2 separate regions of the Sus scrofa genome follow, and region 2 is linked to region 1. A link is a contact called in public HiChIP or PLAC-seq data. All regions are on one chromosome and are shown on one strand. Each heading gives the region's core, a stretch centred on a gene start, on an enhancer-like site or on the middle of the called end of the contact. The rest is flanking DNA. Distances are from core to core; before and after follow the strand shown. Region 1 holds the start of NF1 (neurofibromin). Region 2 holds the start of LGALS9 (galectin 9).

What was found. HiChIP or PLAC-seq counts read pairs in DNA pulled down with a chosen protein or histone mark.
Region 2: a contact with region 1 is called in an H3K27ac HiChIP or PLAC-seq map of alveolar macrophages. The contact joins the promoter of LGALS9 here to the promoter of NF1 in region 1. A contact is called at or near these places in 2 of 2 datasets of contacts at active chromatin or transcription factors (alveolar macrophages and skeletal muscle).

What each region holds. Positions count from the first base shown.
Region 1 is chr12:43,751,901-43,755,560 of Sscrofa11.1, forward strand. NF1 (neurofibromin) reads right to left here and starts at 2,305. Exons shown (of 59, transcript XM_021067460.1): 1 at 1,811-2,305. The coding sequence starts at 1,870.
Region 2 is chr12:44,153,220-44,157,104 of Sscrofa11.1, forward strand. LGALS9 (galectin 9) reads left to right here and starts at 1,971. Exons shown (of 11, transcript NM_213932.2): 1 at 1,971-2,090. The coding sequence starts at 2,052.

The sequences.
Region 1 (3,660 bases), core at 1,055-3,554:
GAGTCAGGTTTGATCTCTGGCCCAGGAAATTTCATATGCCACAGGCATGGCCAAAACAAAACAAAAAAAAATGGGAAACAACAAGTGTGTGAATCCTTCAAATTCCTGCATCCAGATTATACTGCCCATACAGTTCAGCTTTGGGTTTCTTCTGTATGCCTTTTAAATTCTTATTCAGGATTTAAAATTACACAGAGAAAGTCTTTTCTATCAAGGTCTAAATCTAAGGCTCTATATATTACAATCCAATATATGCAGGAACATTTCATTTCCTCAAATAGACTAGTAGCACAGTGGTTTAGATACTTTTTGGTTTGGAAGCAGAAGGATGGGTGAAAGAACTCCTTCAATTCTCTGACAGCTTCATAATTCTATTTTATCTCAGTAGCTTCTTCTCAAATTTTTTCTCAATTCCTCTGCGTATTCCTAAATACTTTTTGGTTAGTTCAGAAACACTGCAAGAAAATGTTTATGGATCAAGTAAAAGTGGAGCCCTCCTCCCACCTCCATTCAGCTCATAATCAGTCTTATGATTATATCCAGTAAACAAAATAGATTGACTCAATCTTAAGCAGTTCCTCATCACAGGAAGCCCATGGTAGAACTGCAGCTGCAAAAAGCATCCCCTAAGACCATCCCTAACTACCTACATACATCAACACAAAGTTAAACTAAATCCTACTGACAAAAGGCCATGGGTGCATTCATTCCAATCAGCCCCAGGATTTAGAGTTTGAAGCTAAGGGAATAAAAAGGCATCTCCCCAAACTATGAAACTTTTTTTTTTCCCATCTCAAATATTCTCAATGAAAGTTCTCGTCAACCAAGAGGTGAGAGCTAAAAACAAAAACAAAACACTAGCAGAATTACCAGCTCCAGGACCACTTCCCAGCTGTCTTTGCTTGCTGTTGTCAGTGGCTCAGATGCAGTTTCCCACTTTCCTTTCACTTTCCTCCCCTTAATCCCCAAGATTCCCACTACAGAAAGCAATATTCACATTCTCAGACCGCTGGCAAAAAACGCGGGTGGGGTGGGAGGTGGAGACTGCAACTACCAAAGAAGAGGGGGAAAAAAGAAAATATTTCAGAGGGAGGGGGGAACTAGAACCAAGGTTTCCACTGCCAAAAGCAATGTAAAAGCTAGCCTGGTATCATCAGGATTTGGGGGGACGCCCGCGTAGGGCATCAAAAAGATGTGCAGTGTGTGTGCACTTGGAGCTCTCCGGGCGGGCTGAGACGATGGAGCAGAAAGTAAGAAAACCTATGCTTTCCCTGCTTTCTTCCAGTCTTCCCCTCCAAGAGAGGAAGCTAAAGAAACTGGGGGAGGGGCGAGATGTTACTGTTCTTCCATTGGGGGTACACAGGTCGGGCCTTGGGGTTCCTTCAGCTACTTTCCCCCAGTTAGGAGGACCACTGAATAAGAGGAAACCCCTAAATGTTACCCAGCTCCGTCAACGAAAAAAAAAAAAGTAAGAGGGGATGATTAAATCCAGATGGAGAGCCCCAGAAAGCGCCCCCAGGTCACTCATCCCTATTAGCAAGCGGAAGGGCTGGGATAAAGAGGATGGAGGGTCGGGGGGGTGGTGAGGGAAAAGGCCCCACCCCCCCGACTTAGGAGGGAAGGGGAGCCCGAGCCACCAGCCGTCCCCTTCTTCCCCGCACCTCCCCCTAGGCCACCCCCACTTATCCCCCCAGCCTTTCCTCTGGAGCCCGAGGCAGCCGCGGGGGAGGCGGCCGCTCCTTCCTCCCCTCACCCACTCCGTCCCCACCCCCACTCCGCTCCCACCTCCCGCTTGCCACGGGCCCGTTACCTGCTCGTCGAAGCGGCTGACCACGGCCTGGACCCATTCCACCGGCCTGTGCGCGGCCATGTCCTCCCCGCGACCGGGGGGCGGCGGAGGGACCAGGCGGCCGGCGCCCAGGGCCGGGAAGAGGGCGGGGAGCGGGGGCTGAGGTGAGGGGAGAGACAAGGAGGGGGTCTGAGGAGTGTAGGCTCCGAACGTTCCCACGGGGGTGGGGATGGGGGGCCTGCGCCCCACCGGGAAGGGGAGAGGGGAAGGGGGCGTTGGCGAAGAGGCTGGGGGGAGGGGGGGCGGGGAGGGGGGATCCGGGGAGGGGAGGGGGCCTCTTGGTCGCTCTCCCCACTAGCGCCGTCTCCCCACAGCCATCACAGTCCGAGACGCCGCCATGACACCCCACCGGAAGTGGGATCCTTTCCACGGCCCGGGGAGAGGGAGAGCGAGCGAGCTCGAGATTGAGAGCGCGGCTGGGAAAGGGGAGGGGGAAGCGAGAGGGAAGGGGGCCTGCCGCGCATGCGCCCGCGCCGGCCGGTTTCATTAATGAAAAAGCGAGTCCTCCTGGAGGTGACGTCACCTAACTCCTCTGGGCCCGGAGGCGCGCGTCCCTCTTCGCCGCTGGGCTCAACTCGACTCCGGCTCCGGTTGCTGCTGGCGAGAGTCCAAGCCGACCGGGGAGCATCCGCTCCCATCCCACCGCCACCTCAAGATCCCCCTCCCCCGCCGGCCTCCGGGTTTGGATTGCTCCCCGGGTTGGAAGTTAGAGGCGCCCCGGGGCTAGCATTTCTCTCGCACGCAGGTCTCTGCCGCTAATTTTGCGAGAGACTGTGCTCTGCCTTAAGCTCTCGCAAAAGCTAAGGCACACAACCTTAGGTTTCCAGGCCCTTCGTAGCCACTATAGCCTACTGAGAAACAGGAAAAAGTAAAGCCAAAGGAGATTCGGTGTTTTTTGTTGTTTTTTTTTAACGTTCTCTTAAATCCCGGTGCTATATGGCAGTCAAAGAACTCAAGACTCCGGAATCCCAGTCCGGACTTCCTCTATTAAACTCATAGGCACCCAAGTTAATAAAACTTTTGCGCAGTTGATAACAGAAAGATTCAAGTTTCACCATCCTCAAAAAGCCTTTAAGGGTTTCGCATACATTATTAATTAAACACATTTATCATCTCATGTAATGAGCCTTTCCAATAGGTATCATTATCCTCATCTAATGAGGCTGGGTCACAAGAGGTTCCTTGATTTGCCTAAAGTCACAGAGTTGGTTGGTGGGTAGCAGAGTCAGGATGCAAACCCAGGTGGTTTGACCCCAAGGACAATAGAGACAGATTGTGGCTCTTCTGAAACAAAGGTGTTTCCTAAGCCCCCAATACAAGAGTTAAAATTATTTCATGTGGAATTGGGTCATTAAGGTTTTCCAGGAAGACAGTTATATCCAAACAATGGATGATCTATCTATATCCGACTGAACTTTGGAATGAGTTATTTTTAAATCCATCTTCCTCCATACATTTTACTTAGTCTAATGATAAAATGAGCTTACACATTCTGAGCACATACCAATTAAGAGCCCATTAGGCCACATGGCAGGATACTAACTGGGTGACAAGGCAGACAGTGAAACTAGAATTTTAATTTTGTCACAGAAAAATCCCCGAACCGGAGTTCCTGTCATGGCGCAGTGGTTAACGAATCCGACTAGGAACCATGAGGATGTGGGTTCGATCCCTGCCCTTGCTCAGTGGGTTAAGGATCCGGCATTGCCGTGAGCTGTGGTGTAGGTCACAGACTCGGCTCATCTGGCGTTGCTGTGGCTCTAGCGTAGTCTGGTGGCTACAGCTCCGGCTGGACCCCTAGCCTGGGAACC
Region 2 (3,885 bases), core at 721-3,220, 400 kb after region 1:
CATGGCAACGCCGGATCGTTAACCCACTGAGCAAGTGCAGGGACCGAACCTGCAACCTCATGGTTCCTAGTCGGATTCGTTAACCACTGCGCCACGACGGGAACGCCCCACGCCGTATCCTTAACTGCTAGGCTACTAGGGGAATGCTAGCTTGTTTCGTTTTGTTTAGGGCCACATCTGCAGCATGTGGAGGTTCCAGTGGGGATGGAGGGTGGACAGAGGGCTGTGGCTCACTCTATGGGAACATCTCAAGAAGTCAGTCTCTGCAGATCCTGGCGCACCCAGGCAAGCGTAAGAAGAAGGTGGGGTGCCAACACACTCGGGGCCCCAGACATCTGCTCCCCACTGAGCATCCAGGCTTGCCATCCAGCCCTCTCTTGCACAGGGTGGGGACCCGCTTGGCCTCAGGGAAGTCTCTTGTCATTGTGTCCCTCTCCCCACTCTGACCCAGCCTATCCTGAGTCTCTGTTTCAGTCAATCACCCTTCACAAGGTGCTGAAGCCAATGAAAGACAGTTTATTTACTATGTTGCTCCTGCCTCCACATCACTTGGAAAGTTCTAGGATGTCCGAGACTTCCCTGCTCCCCATTCTAAAGCCCAGAAACACGGGAGAGAAGAGAGGAGAGGAAGGAGAGAAGAGAGGCAGGAATTCATAGAGAAGCTCCAGGACATATTGCACCCAAGGGCGGCATAACCTCCACCATGAGCTTTTTTACTGGCAAAACATTTCTTTCTACATGATTTTTTTTAGGCCATGCCTGCAGCATGTGCGAGCTCCTGGGCCACAGATTGAACCTGTGCCACAGCAGTGACAGTGCTGGAGTCTCAACCTGCTGAGCTACCAGGGAACTCCAATGTAATTATTTTTTTACATGAGGAACAGCATTTTTTTCCCCCAGGGGCACACCTGTGGCATATGGAAGTTCCCAGGCTAGGGGCTGAATCAGAGTTGCAGCTGCCTTCCTACGCCACAGCCACACAACATGGAATCCGAGCCATACCCATGACCTACACCGCAGGTCATGGCAATCCCAGATACTTAACCCACTTGGCAAGGCCAGGGATCGAACCCACGTCCTCACAGATATTAAGTAGGGTTCTTTTTTTTTTGTCTTTTGTCTTTATTGTCTTTTGTTGTTGTTGTTGCTATTTCTTGGGCCGCTCCCGCTGCATATGGAGGTTCCCAGGCTAGGGGTCCAATCGGAGCTGTAGCCACCAGCCTACGCCAGAGCCACAGCAACGCAGGATCCGAGCCACGTCTGCAACCTACACCACAGCTCACGGCAACGCCGGATCGTTAACCCACTGAGCAAGGGCAGGGATCGAACCCACAACCTCATGGTTCCTAGTCGGATTCGTTAACCACTGCGCCACGACGGGAACTCCTAAGTAGGGTTCTTTACCTCTGAGCCACAGCGGGAATTCTGAGGAACAGAATTTTAAAGGGGATGACTTTTAAACCTTTTTCAGACCCTAAGTAGCCTCATATGGCTTGGGCTGCCACTAGTGAGCTCTATGTGTGTGTGTGACCTCAGGCATGACCCTTCAACTCTCTGAGCCTGAGTTTCCCTGTGCAGAAAATGGGTACCACCAGGCCTTCACAGCACTACCACCACTCCACACACAGGCAGAGCCCGGCCCTATGGGCCCTGCCAAGTGGCCCTGCTGTTTTCTAGTCACTTCTGGCCAAGCTCAGGAGAACCCTCTTGGACGGTGGGGCCTAGGAGCTTGCTGCGGTGTCCGTGTGCTGGGATCTCTGTAGGCGCCCTACCTGAACCTCTAGGAACTATCTGGTCTCCGGGGGGAGCCACAGGTCAGTGGAGAGAAAGGGCACTGGGGGAGGAGCACCCACGTCCCTCCCCAGAGCCACCCTCCGCCCTCATCCTAAGCACCCTACCTTTCTCCCTAAACCCACTTCCTCCTGCTCCTGGCTCCTCCCCATTGACTGACTGCCAAGTGGCTTTGCTTTCTATTTCTCTGTTAACTCCTCCCCGGTGCAGAGGCCGGGGCGTGCAGAGCGGCAGGCAGTGGTCACAGAGGCGGTGGAGCGATGGCCTTCAGCGGCGCCCAGGCTCCCTACATGAACCCGGTGAGTTCCGGGGCTGCAGGGGGCCTCAGTGGGGGGAGGTCAGCGCTGGGTCTCTGAGGAAAGAGCTCTTGCAGGCGGTGGAGGGTGGAAGAGGCATCGCAAAGGGCACAAGAAGGGCAGAAGTGCCAGATGGGGCGACCCTGACACAACATCTGCCCCACGCCTGTCTCCCCAGCACCTGTCAGGGCTGGAGGGGGCGAGCCAGCATCATGAGGATGTGTGAATCCCAGCGGTTCCTGAGCCCCCTCCGTAGAACACCTGCGCCGTTCTTTGTGCTTTGGGTGGTGGGGAGAAGGGCATAAGTAGTCACTACAAGAGCAATGATGTGTGGAGTTCCCACTGCGGCTCAGGGGGTTAAGAACCCAACTGGTTTTCATGAGGATGCGGGTTGGATCCATGGCCTCGCTCAGTTGGTTAAGGCTTCAGCGTTGCTGCAAGCTGCGGGTAGGTCCAGATCTGGCGTTGCTGTGGCTGTGGTGTAGGCTGGCAGCTGCAGCTCGGATTGGGCCCCTAGCCTGGGAACTTCCATATGCCACAGGGGCAGCCCTAAAAAACCACCACCAACAACAAAGAGTGATGGTGTGTTTGTATGAAAGAAGAGGTAAACGGAGCTTCTGGGGAGGACAACAACCCAGCATGGCAGCTGGGGGCACTTACTCCCTGGGCTCAGCCATTAATTAGCTGAGTCACCTCAAAGAAGTTACCTTACCTCTCTAGGCCTGTTTCCTCGGGGGGCGGGGGGGGATGCTCCTTGAGCCATCGCCCAGGCTGGGGTAAGGTTTAAGTGGGGAGTGCTTAGAGAGAGCTTGAACCCCGTCAGGCCCCCTGTGGATGCTAGAAGCCTGTAGCATCCTTAGGAGCCTGGGGGCAGCAGGGAGGGCCTCCTGGGGGAGGTGTCTGCTCCCCAAGGAGTGAGTCCACTAGGCAGGAGCAGGTCAAGGGTGTCTCCAGAGGGACCATCTCAGGAGTAAGCGGGGAGCCGGGCTGTCCCTGGTGTGTGGGGTGCAAAGGGCCGCCTCTGCGCCTTTTCACCGCCTGTGTGGAGGCCCCGTCAGGGAAGACGCGTTTGAACCCTGAGAACTTTATCATCCCCACGCCATATACCGAACTGAGACTCAGGGAGGCTGAGGCCACTTGCCAAGTGTCCCCAGAAGACATGGCCAAGAAGGGAGGTGCCTTGATTCCCACCCTGCCCCCCAGAAGAGGGAGGGGCCCACGGAGAGCACTGGGGAGGCGGCGGCACGCAGCCCCCCGCCCAGGTTTCCGTATCCTGGTCCCTGCCCCCCATCCTGCTGTAGGATCCTCTCCCAGCTCCCAGCAAGGGCTTCCCCAGAGGCCCTGCAGAGCCTGGGCTGACGGAGCCCTTCCCAGGTGAGGGTGGGGACAGCAGGTGCTGGAGGGCCCGTGCTGCTGGGGCGCCACACTCAAGCCCACCTCTGCAGGGGCCCCAGCTGGGCCTGTTGGTGCCTCCACCGTGGTCTCGAGGTCAGAACATGTCACCTCAGGCTCCTTCTCCATTAGATGGGGGACCCATCCACCCCACATGGCCGCCCTCTCCAGGGTCACCTCTTGACCTCCAGTACCCGGAACCGTGCTTCCTCCAAAGTGTGGCAGGAAGGTCACGAGCAGCCATTCTGCTGAGGAGCAGACACCACGAGGACCTGCCCCCGGTGCCTCCCCCATTCCCCGCCCATGCCTCGCCAGCCTCATCGGCTCAGCCCCGGAGAGGGCAGCTGGAGCCACAGTCAGGACAGGGTTGATCCTGATGGCTGGTTGGTCCAGGGGAGCCCTTGGT